2 separate regions of the Anas platyrhynchos genome follow, and region 2 is linked to region 1. The links are chromatin contacts, called in public Hi-C maps. All regions are on one chromosome and are shown on one strand. The core of a region is the stretch at or near the end of the contact, and the rest is flanking DNA. Distances in the headings are between cores, read along the strand shown. Region 1 overlaps SNX25 (sorting nexin 25). Region 2 overlaps CFAP97 (cilia and flagella associated protein 97).

Evidence for each region. Hi-C and Micro-C count contacts between places; a contact is called where the count stands out from the background.
Region 2: a Hi-C map of F5 follicle shows a contact between it and region 1, with 2.2 times the contacts expected there. The contact joins two enhancer-like sites. A contact is called at or near these places in 3 of 8 Hi-C or Micro-C datasets (F5 follicle, liver and subcutaneous adipose tissue).

Annotation. Positions count from the first base shown.
Region 1 is chr4:23,359,696-23,365,186 of IASCAAS_PekinDuck_T2T, forward strand. It overlaps SNX25 (sorting nexin 25), which reads right to left. Exons shown (of 19, transcript XM_072037226.1): 11 at 2,696-2,827. Among named protein-coding and RNA genes, the nearest start is that of ANKRD37, 31 kb to the left of the region's middle. Within about 2 kb of position 2,731, at least 2 of the 8 cell types and tissues checked have an H3K27ac peak or open chromatin away from gene starts, as enhancers often do. A contact at or near this core is called in F5 follicle, where this site is marked.
Region 2 is chr4:23,436,378-23,441,868 of IASCAAS_PekinDuck_T2T, forward strand. All of the region lies in intron 3 of CFAP97 (cilia and flagella associated protein 97), which reads left to right. Among named protein-coding and RNA genes, the nearest start is that of CFAP97, 12 kb to the left of the region's middle. Within about 2 kb of position 3,199, at least 6 of the 8 cell types and tissues checked have an H3K27ac peak or open chromatin away from gene starts, as enhancers often do. A contact at or near this core is called in F5 follicle, where this site is marked.

The DNA.
Region 1 (5,491 bases), core at 1,481-3,980:
TCTCCCAGCAGCTGTAGGTATTATCTCAGCTTTCAAGGTTTCTGATTGCTTCCCAGTGCTTCAGCTCTCCCTTCCCGTGCACTTTCCCTGCCCCCTGTTCCTTCTGTTCGTTCCCAGTGCTCGTGCTGAGCTCGCCCCCGCAGCAGGCCCAGCGGCGCTGCTGCAGCTGGGGCTGCCTCCGAGCTCTCACCGAGCCCCCAGAGCCCATCCTGCACGTACAGCACCTCAGTCCCTTTCCTCAGCTTCTGTGCAAACCTCTCCGGTTACTCACTGGTATCTATGGACAGAATCAGCCCTCAAGTACCCAAAGCAGCCTCAGGTTATTGGGGTTTATTTTATTACTTATTTTTTGCAGTCACAGCAACTCCAGAGCCTCAAGACAATGTAAACATTCATTATTTCAGGATTTACCATCTACTAGAGCGCCACAGATGCCTCGTCCACAAAGACACAAGGTCCTGAGGTGGACAGAGACAGACAGGAACGAGGATGTTAACACAGCCTCCTCCACAAGGAGGTCAGCTCCTCTCACCAGGGCCACGAGGAGTGTGCTCACAGCAATGAGCTTTCAAAGAAATATTGCAAAAATAAAGAACAAATATTAAATCTTTCCAGAAGAAGCTATAGCTATTAGCTGCAGCATGGAAAATTTAAACTTCACATTAGCAAAAGGTGTAAAACCAGCAGAGAAACAAGCTGCTGCCAAGGAAAGCTGGTGAATCTCCTGTAAGAAGCGCTAAGGCTGGCCCAGCCATCCACCAGGAGGAATTAACCACAAGCACAACTCAGGCCTCTCCTTCCACCAGTCAACAAGCCCAGGACTCAGTGCTAATGTGCTCAGTCTGAGCAGCTCTCCAAAATTGCCCCCTCCAAAAAAACTGTGCAGCAGTAAAATAAAGGCTGCCAGACTGATGCCTGCAGCCCCCTTTAAGCAGGCTCAAAGAAGATGTACCCAGCACACCGCTGTTTTCCTCAACTCACAGGAAGCCAGCTCTCCCAACTCCCACTCAGCATACACACCCTAAATTCTGGTGTACTTAAATACATGAGTAAGACAAGCTGTTTTTTCCACCTTATTCAAATCTACTAACTCCAGTCTTTAAGAACTCAGCAGATTTAAAATAAAATATAGAAGTTATCCTCTGAAACAGTCTTCTTCAGACAGAGGAGACAGAACGTCTGCTAAAATATGAAACAATATGAAAGTCCAAAACCACTAAAGGGAAGTAAAGCACATTGGTTTACAGAGTTGTGAGTTTTAGACCTGCTGGTACGGGAGATGTGACTCAGAATTAGACAGTCTAATTCCAGGGGACTTGCAGAACGAAGGGGACCTTCATGGGGACCTTATCACAGGTCCCCTTCGTTCTGTATGTTCCTAGAGTCTTTTTTTCAACCTCTATCAAACAGCCAAAACACCGAACCTCCAAACATGTTTTTTTTAATCAGAAATGTCAGTTACCACACAACTCTTACGGGTTACACGATTCGTATCATTTTTATGTTTTTCAGATAGTGCATTTTTATGACTCAAAGCTTTAAAGGTTCACCTGAGAGAGAACACAGGCTAAGGGGACACACACACATTTTTCCAAGCCATAAGTAATACTAGATTTTTGTGCATTATCCATTAGCTACATTAGTAAATCACTTTAAAAGGTTGATGACAGGCTATTATACTTTCCAGCTCCAATTCTCCAGCAACATATACTTTTACTAAGCCTCTCTGCAACGAACACAGGGCCACCAAATTTCTCTGTCTCAAATCACAGACCAAAACACTGGGATTAGCACGGGTGTATTTTGCAGATAGGAGGACAATGTCACCTACTCATGTTCCTGAAATCATCGACTGTGGCCAGAACATTCCCAAGCAATTAATTAACATGGAAAAGCACAACATTAATATTTTCTCCAGCCTACCCTTTGAAGCACAGAGCTGCAAAAAGCACAATTAATCAAGCCTACATTTAATTATCTAATCTAGTACCTCTTGTAAAATACAGTTAAGGCACTAACTCATTGTAATTTTCTCCCAGTTTCCCTCACATTTAGCAGAACCACATATTCCTTTAGCAATACAGGAGATACTGGGCAGTTATGTATTGAGACCCTTACCAGAAAGCTGCTGTTCCACAGTTTCGCTGCACGTGATGCTGCTGTTTTCTAAAACACAGCTTTAAAAGTTGCATAGATCACTTAAATTAAGAGCTTCACTGTTCTAAACAGCATTAAAACAAACCCAGAAGGTTACACAATGAGAGTTTATTTCTTAAAATAGCACATTGCCTTTTCAACCTGTTGAATTTCTTCATTTACAGTCAGTGAGTTTTGAGGCAGACCGAAGAGACAACTGTGCTCAAGCATGACAGCATGGTAATACAACATGATGCAGTTCTGATGAAAAATAATGCCCTTAAGATAGCAAATTACCCAATGCCAAAACCTGCTCGTGTATATACAGGTATTTTTACAACTTCATTACAACAGAGTCTGAAGACTGGAATCATTTGTATATGCATCATAGTACTCACTTGGGAAAGAAAGGAGGAGCTCAGAAGAGGTTATTTCCCACCCCCACTCCTCAAGTAAATACGAAGTATACACAAAGGTATTAGGAAATATATACAGGTTTTTATTCTTCTCTTTAGCAAGTTTGAACTGACCCAGAAGACAAAACAAACAAACAACATACCTCGCCTGAGATTATGAAGGCTTTCCACATGCCAAGATTCTCACACCACCAGTCTGTTCTTGCAATGTGCAGCTGAAGGTCATTGTGCTCTCTCTCCATCAGGGTGATTTCATCCTTCAGCTTAGAAACAATCTGCAGAGGAAAATTCATCAATTACCATTGGTAAGAAAAAGCTTGTGTAACATGTCTAGTTATATCTTTGAGAACACTATTCAGAAAGAATAAACTGTACAAGAGACAGGAGAGAGAAAAATTCACATGGAAAAGAAAATCATAACTGAGAAAATCTATGATATCTTCTATAGACATAGGAAATAGATTAATCTCAAAGGTCAACCCCAATACTAAAATGAAAAACAAGTTAGAAAGACACGATTCTATCACTGATACTATCAGGATCAAAGAGGTACTTCAGATACAACTACATATTACACATTTTATATAAACTTGAAATTGCAATTACTGCAACAGCAACTACCAGAGACATCCTCCTTATCATGTTTCCCATTTCAGATATATATGATGTGATGAAAGAACCTCAGAACAGATTTCATTGCCAGTAAGTTAGCGATGGTAACAACCACCCAAGAAGCTACCTCTTAATTCATTTTCGGTTTGGGAAGAGGAGAATTTATTCTTGTGGAAACCACACATTGAATAAGAGATGTTCTAATCAAGATGGCTCACAGGCATAATCTCATAAAGGAGAAATAATGCATCTTAAAACATCAGCAAAAAACAAGTAACCATGCCTACTAGCAGGAGACAGTACAAGAAAAGGTGGAAATATACATATAAAATGTGACATTAGAGATGCAGCAGCAGAAGCTGACAATTTAAAAAAAAAAAAATACAATATACCACGCACCAATTTTATGAGACTTGGCTGTAAAACTTGTAGCACAAGTGGTATATCCTGGCAGAAGATTTTACAGAGCTATAGCAACTTCCTCAGAATTTGTCTCCTGTAAGATGAAAGACTGTCTACAGAGCAGCTATATGACAACCTTCCAGCATGTAACTAACCTTCAGGATACAGTAAACTCTCAGAATACAGATTGCTTTGTGGTCACCTTGAAAGATCTCCTATAAGCATCATCCAGGAACAATTGAAAAACACAGAACTTGTAAGGTCCCATCATAAGTCAACAGCTGCTATCGTTATAAAACAAATACTAAAATTTTATAGCACTACTGGCTCAATTTTATTATTATTCTGTTTCAAAGATATATATTTTTTCAAAGAAAAAATATTTTAGAAGCAAAAAAAAAGCAGGAAAATACCACTTTAAAAGAGGTACAATCCCTTCTCCCCAAGGGTACTGAAAGAATATAGTTATTTCTCAAGAACAGAAAGGGAGCATGTAATGCAAATGTAAAAAAATAAATAAGGATTTAATTATACAGTATGTCTTATATTGAAGAAAATATTTTAAAACTGTAATGCTACAGAAATTAATGGCATGACCTAACTCATGCATACACAGTAACACCCGCTTTTGTTTAGCACTTATTTAGTAATTCTTGTTGCCTTAGTAATTCTTAGTAATTCTTTACAGTTTAGTCATTCCTTTTGCCTGTGTTACAAATTTTAAATTGAAGTCTAGCTGGCTATACCAGCTTCTCTTCACCATCAGAAATAGAAAAGATCTGACCAAGTTTAAAAAAAAAAAAAATGTCTCAAGCTCTATCAGGAATTATGTGGAAGTTGGAGGGATTTTAGTTCAAAGCAGTCCTGTTTCATTTCAGTAATTGTGTCAGAGAGTTTATTCTGTAAACAAGGTTTTGCAAGCAATGGGAAGCACTCTGAGTGGGAATGTTAACCTTTGCCTTGCTACTGGAGATAAGACTGAACTCTAGAAAAAAAAAACAGCCCATACACATTTACAGTGGATGAGATGAGCCTGCACTCATGAACTAGAGGGGGACAAGCCCTGTGCTTCAGGCATGAGATACACACACACACACACACAGAGGAAGTAGCACCTCAGTCACACGTCTCCAAAAATCAGGTTATCTTGTATGGCAGCAGCCCCTGTACAGAAGAGATGCTGCCCGAGTCTCCCTGTCATCTTCCTTGCTCTTTATATTCCACAGAAAGAGATGGAAGTAAGACTCCTCCCTACAGAGCATTTTCTTTTCAGAATCCCACATGCAACTCAAACAAGCAGTTTTCTTCCCTGACTGGCTGGCATCTGAGCTGAACATGGTGCTACAAGCCCCTTACAGACTTGCATGTTTTGCATGGGCCTTGCAGCAAAGGCATTTCAAAAAGAGAAAATGAACAACCAAGAAAGCTTAAGATTTATTTTTTTTTTAAGTAATACAAAATGGGCATGACATTCCCCTTCATATGGCTTACACCTGTGATTTTTTTAAATTCTATTTTAACCTTCATATGACTAAGAAACAAATTTTTACCTGCCATGTCCAGAATTGAAAAATAAAGTCCCTGTGACAAGATATTCTCACACTGCTGACTCAACAACTCATTTGAAAGCTCTACAGGTAAATGCTACTGTAGTATAACAGGCATAAAAAAATGGAACACATCTGTGCCCTTGCCACTCGGGAAGAAAAATACAGCTGAGGCCACACAGAGAGCAGAGCAGCTGTGAACAGGATACTCCAGAAGAGCTAAGGACACATTTCCAGTTGTCTGCAGAAACCTCTGGCAGAGGGAAACATTTAAGGGACAGAGGGAGTGAAGCTGGCCAGGGTGGTCTTGCACGCTACTGTCCATGACCACAAGCTCACAACACCTGCAAAGCTTGACACAGTTCTCACAACACTTTA
Region 2 (5,491 bases), core at 1,949-4,448, 77 kb after region 1:
TAATGCCACAACTTATTATCTAAATTAAAACACTAACTTTCCTGATAAAATGCTGGATTCTCTACCTTCTAAGTTGAAAGGTAGTCCAAAACCACATTACATAATAAAGAGAATTCACGTTTAATCAAGTATTTAAACTTCTAGTATCTTTTTGATAGCAAAACAGAATTATTTGAATTTTCTTACAAACTGTCAGCCTTTTGAAAAATGATAAAGTTGGGTAAAGATACTTGGAAGAAATAAGATCTTTACTAAAAATTTGAGTGGTTACTTCTTGCTAAAAGAGTTACTTCACATTAAAAATAGACTCTGAGAGAGAGCTTTGTATCTCTTTTGCTACATTCATTCCAAACCTTTGTTGTATGGGTTGAAAAAGCGTTGGATAACTTCATATGTGTATTTTAAGATCTACACGATGATTTTGCTCTTATTCTTATTGCCCAAAGTTCTCAGTAGTAAGCTCTGTAGAGTAAAAGACTCAGGTCAAGAAATCTGCTGATATCAAATGAGGTAAGAATTTTATAGTCTGGTGCATTTCAAGCCTAGTTGCTATATTATGGTAGATCTGGCATGGTGAAAGCTGCTTGTCATTTTTCTTTACCTTATACCTCGCTAGATTGAGCCTATAGTGAGGAAGGTTTCAAAATATGTTGCATGCATCATCTGACTTTCCTATGAATAGAGATAAGGATTTCACTTACATGGAAATTCAGATCGTAAGAACAAAGCTGGCCATCAAGAAAGGTAGAGCTGATTCTTGACTCTGGCAGTCCTTGTGCTGGAGCAACTCCTTCCTGCTAGAAAGGGCTTCAACCACTTGTCAAAATGTGATGTTAGAAGAGGTGTTGCTAGGCAATTGAAATAATGATGTCCTGCATCTTTATTTGTTTCTTGATAGCAAGAAGCTATTTAATGACTGGCAACCATGGGAAGATTCATCACATCCCTAAAACAAATGGGTATTATAGCTCAGAATAAATATTCTCAGAGACGAACTTGTTTGAAGAAGGGAGGTTTTTCCCCAGACTGAAAACCGGTTCTAAATAACAATAATAAAGATTGAGTAATGAGAAGCAGAATTCATACAGTCTGGCAGTTAATGTTCCTGATTAACATGCATATTACTCCCAAGTGCCTCTCCAAGTTGGCAAGCACAACATAGCTTAATTACTTTGGGTATTTTGGAGTTTAAATGGGGCAGGATTATTAATGGTGGAAAGTAACTCATCTGGGAAAATAGGAGCTCTGAATTAGTGCTTGCAGGTTTTTCTGTCCTTTTTTGTGTGTGTGAATCAGTTTCCCCCACTCCTTCCTCCTGACAACCTGCATGAAATGTCTGTGCCTATCCAGTTCTGATGAACATGACTTAGACTGTTCTCACTTGAAGCACAGTTCTGAGTGCATGAATCAGTATTTAAGTGATCATCAGGATGGCTCAGATTTGGCTTTAAAGTATAAATTTTTTTCAGTAATCGATACTGATGGAACAGTTTAAAATTGTTTGTCAAATGTAGCTGAGTCTAAGGATTTATGGCAGTTGTGTGAGTCTGATTTCTCAAGGTCCCCAGAAATTTGCAGGATATCAGTGTCATCTGTTACTGTGATGTTTCTAGGAGATATGCAGTGATGCAGCAATTAATTTTTATACAGATCTGTACATTGGTGGTGTGAACACATGGGAAGACCTGAATCTCTTGTATTAGAAAATAAACATAAGAACAAAGAAAGGGTAGAAATCTATTAAAGGCTAATGATGTTCATACAAGTTCTGATCTAGAGCAGCAATCTGGTTTTTAAGCAAAGAGGTGGTTCGTGTATCTTAAAATATCATTCATTAAGTATTTAGAAGAAAATTTGAAGCTGAATTAGAAATGAGCTACTATAGCTTTTCTTCTGTCTTATACACCCTTGGTACGTATTTGTGCTCTTATTACAAACTATTCAATTTTTATAAGCATTTGAAAAAAAAATCCATATTTAGACTTAAAAAAAAATGCCCTTGTTTTGCCTAAAGCTAAGTGTCTATCTTGATAAACGTTAAAATTTAGGTTATGCTATTGGGAATAATTTGAAATCTCACAGATAATATAATCTTAGTTTGAAATCACATGTTCTCTATGCAGTGTATTGCTGTTTGAATGCTTTTACTTGGGAATTACCATGCAGCTCTACTACTGATATTTTAAAAATATTTTTAGTGACAAGACGTGTGAATGAAAAACTGATAATGGTGAGTGTCAATACTTGGTCGCTACATCTAAAAGTTGTCTTTGTGTGTGTGCTGCTACTGAGGTGAGCATTTCCAAGTACTGCAGCTTGCAGTGAGGCCTTGATTCACCCCATGGAAAATAACTGAACTAGTTTTAGTTAAAACAGCAGAAACTTACTTGGTAACTGTAGCTGAGAGTGAACTGAAGATTATGCTTGATAGCTGGAGAGGAGCAGGTTCTGCACGTTGCCAGAGACAAATAAAGCAATGAATGTAGTCCCTTCGTTTATTGTGCTGGAATCAAGATCTGTTCTACAGAAAAGGAAGCAGTGAGATGAAACGTGCAGTTTTTGGAGCCTCCTGGTTGTGCGGCTGCATTGCTGTGGCTTTGCAGCAGGCTGATGAAGGCAGGGCATGGGAACAGAGTATTCTTGAGAGCAGATGTAACATGAGGAAAGAGATAAGGAAGAACTCGTAGAGCCCGGGTATCTGTAAGCTGCCATGTCAAGATACGGTGTGCACAGCAACTTTCCCCACGCCGTTTCTGTTGTATGGTGCCCTCAGTCTGCAGCAGGAGGAGTCTCAGTAGAAATTGCATGCGTGGTTAAAACAGAGGTTGTGCAGAGCAGACAGACAAACCTGCAGCGTATTGCATTGGTCACTGCATTGTTCCCATATCAGTCCTGCAGCTGTGTGCCACTCTGCTCAGAGCAGCTTGGAGGTGGGGTGGGAGGGAGAGCCCCTCCACAGCCCCCTCCCTGCCCCACTCATACTGAACCCTGTGACTGCAGAGATGGGAGTCTTAAAACCAGCCTGAGTCCTGGTGTAACCTAGGCCCAACTGGGCCATATTGTTCAGGTGACTGGAGTTTGATTGCTTATTGATTATCTCTGCATTGTGCATAAAGATTGTTAGGTGTATCCATGATACTGCTATGGTAGCTCTGAATCCCTGAAGGGTTTAATTGCTTGTTAGTTGAATGACTGTAGCATTGGAGCTGCGGGGCCACACTGTGCTGGAATTAAAATATCTTATCAACTTGGCCACGCACTATTTCAGTTATTCAGCGTTGATAAGGTTTGTTTTTTACAGACTTCTCACTCTTCTCCCCATCTGTGTGGAAAACATGTAGGTGTGATTATGATTTTTGAAGTAGAAATTTAGTTCTTTGGTTGTTTCCTGGTTTTACATAGACTTTTTATATATGCACCATTCTTTTGAGTAAATATTGTTTCCACATTTATAATAAACGTTAGATATTTTAGAATATTAGAATAAGAACTGACTTGGCAATATTCAACACCCATAATAATAAATGTTAGTTGTCATCCTCTTTTTTTGTACTTCTGTGCAGTCTGAACACAAGGAGGGAATGAAATATGCTAATGTGAAGAAATAACATCCAAAATTTGTTTTCGGAAGTATTTACTTAAAGCTGCTTGTTAGAAAGATGGGAATAGAAATCTTGAGATTTTTCTGGTGCTCTTTTGCTTGATTCTATGTCTTGAACCAATATCCTGCCTTATTTTAAGGAATTCAGATTTTCATAGTCATTAAATGGTTTGGGTTTGGGTTGGAAGGGACCAGTTCCAGGCCCTTGCCATGGGCAGGGACACCTCCCAGCAGCCCAGGCTGCCGAAAGCCCCATCCAGCCTGGCCTTGAGCACCTCCAGGGATGGGGCAGCCACAGCTTCTCTGGGCAGCCTGTGCCAGCGCCTTACCACCCTCTGAGTGAAAAATTTTTTCCTCGTGTCTAGTATAAATCTCTTTTAGTTTAAGACCATTCCCCCTTGTTTTATCATCGTCTGCCCCAGTGAAGAGTCCTTCTCCATCCTTTTTATAAGACCCCTTCAAGTATCAAAAGGCTGTTACGCAGATGAAGAGATGTGTTAGGCATGGATTGTGAATTAAGCAATCCTCCGTTTTCATTTCATTATGCTGCAGACTTACTCTCTAGCTTTAGACAAGTCTTTCAGTTTCTGGAGTTTAGAATTCAGGGTGGTTTGGCAAAAATACTGTATGTATCTTTATCTGAATTTACACTGGGTATGAATACAGTAGTAATGGGATTGCAGAAGGTATTTAGAGTACGGAAGATTTAGTACTTCGTGTTTTCTTCTCTGTAGAATGGGGTTGATGCCTGCTTATTTTACAGAAGTGTCCGTAAGAATTAGTTTGTAAATCCATGGTATTAGCTATTATTAACCTGAGGAGGTGGTGTGATAGGGTAAGTAGGACATTAGGCCACAGACTGAAGACTGAATTCTATCCTTGAAGCTCTCACTGACCTGTATGCTCTCTGATGAATCATTTTGCCTCTTCTGTGCCTTAGATTTTCTATTGTGAAAAAAATTATAGATCACTCGCTGAAAAGCACTGTGATGTAAATATCATTACTGTGAAAGTAAAAGCCCTGTGTTTCCGAATAAAGCTATTGTAGAAAATTAAATAGCAGCTTCAACTGAACATGTAGCAATTGCTTTAACTTCTTGGCTATAATTTGTGGAATTTGTCTGTACCTGTATATTTGTTCTTTTTCTTATGACATCAAGAATAAATAGCAGCCCTATTTAAGCATATATTTGTAAATAAGAATGTTTTTACTTTAAAAATCATATTTTCCTTTTTTTCAAAAAAGCATCAAACCAGGAATTCTCCAAAATCTTTTTTTTTTTAAATATGCAGCATGAAATAATGGATAGACAAGGAAATATTTGCACAGAAGTACTACAGGGGAATAGATTCAGACTGAACCTATTAGACGTTTCTGAGGAACTGTGATTTAATCCTTTCATATCTTTCAGATTTGTCACAGATACGGTAGTGGAGCAGTATAAAACAAAACAACAGGCAAACTGAAAAGTGTAAGCACTGAAGCAATTTAATGCATTTTCCTGCTGGGATTGCAAGAGAGTGGAAGATGCACGATTTTAATTTTAGCCTTAATGCCATTAGGAGAGCTGTATTAACCTGTCCTAATGCATTTGACTTGCTAATTATCATTTGTATTTCGTGTAAGGTTTGGTCTTTTTTAATCTGCAAGGTCGTTTCAATGCTCACAAATTGAAAGCAATAAACAGCTTGTTTATTGCTTCAAAGAAAGTCAGGTGTCTCTCCATGGAAACCAGCTTTCATAGAAATCCCATGAATACCAGAGAAATTTCTTTTACAGCTTTTCAGCAGATGAGAAGTAGCACTGTGTGCTGTGCAAGTCTTTATGCAAATGCTACTACTTGTTTACTCCTCTCCCCCAAATTACTGGTTTACGGTCCAGATAACAAT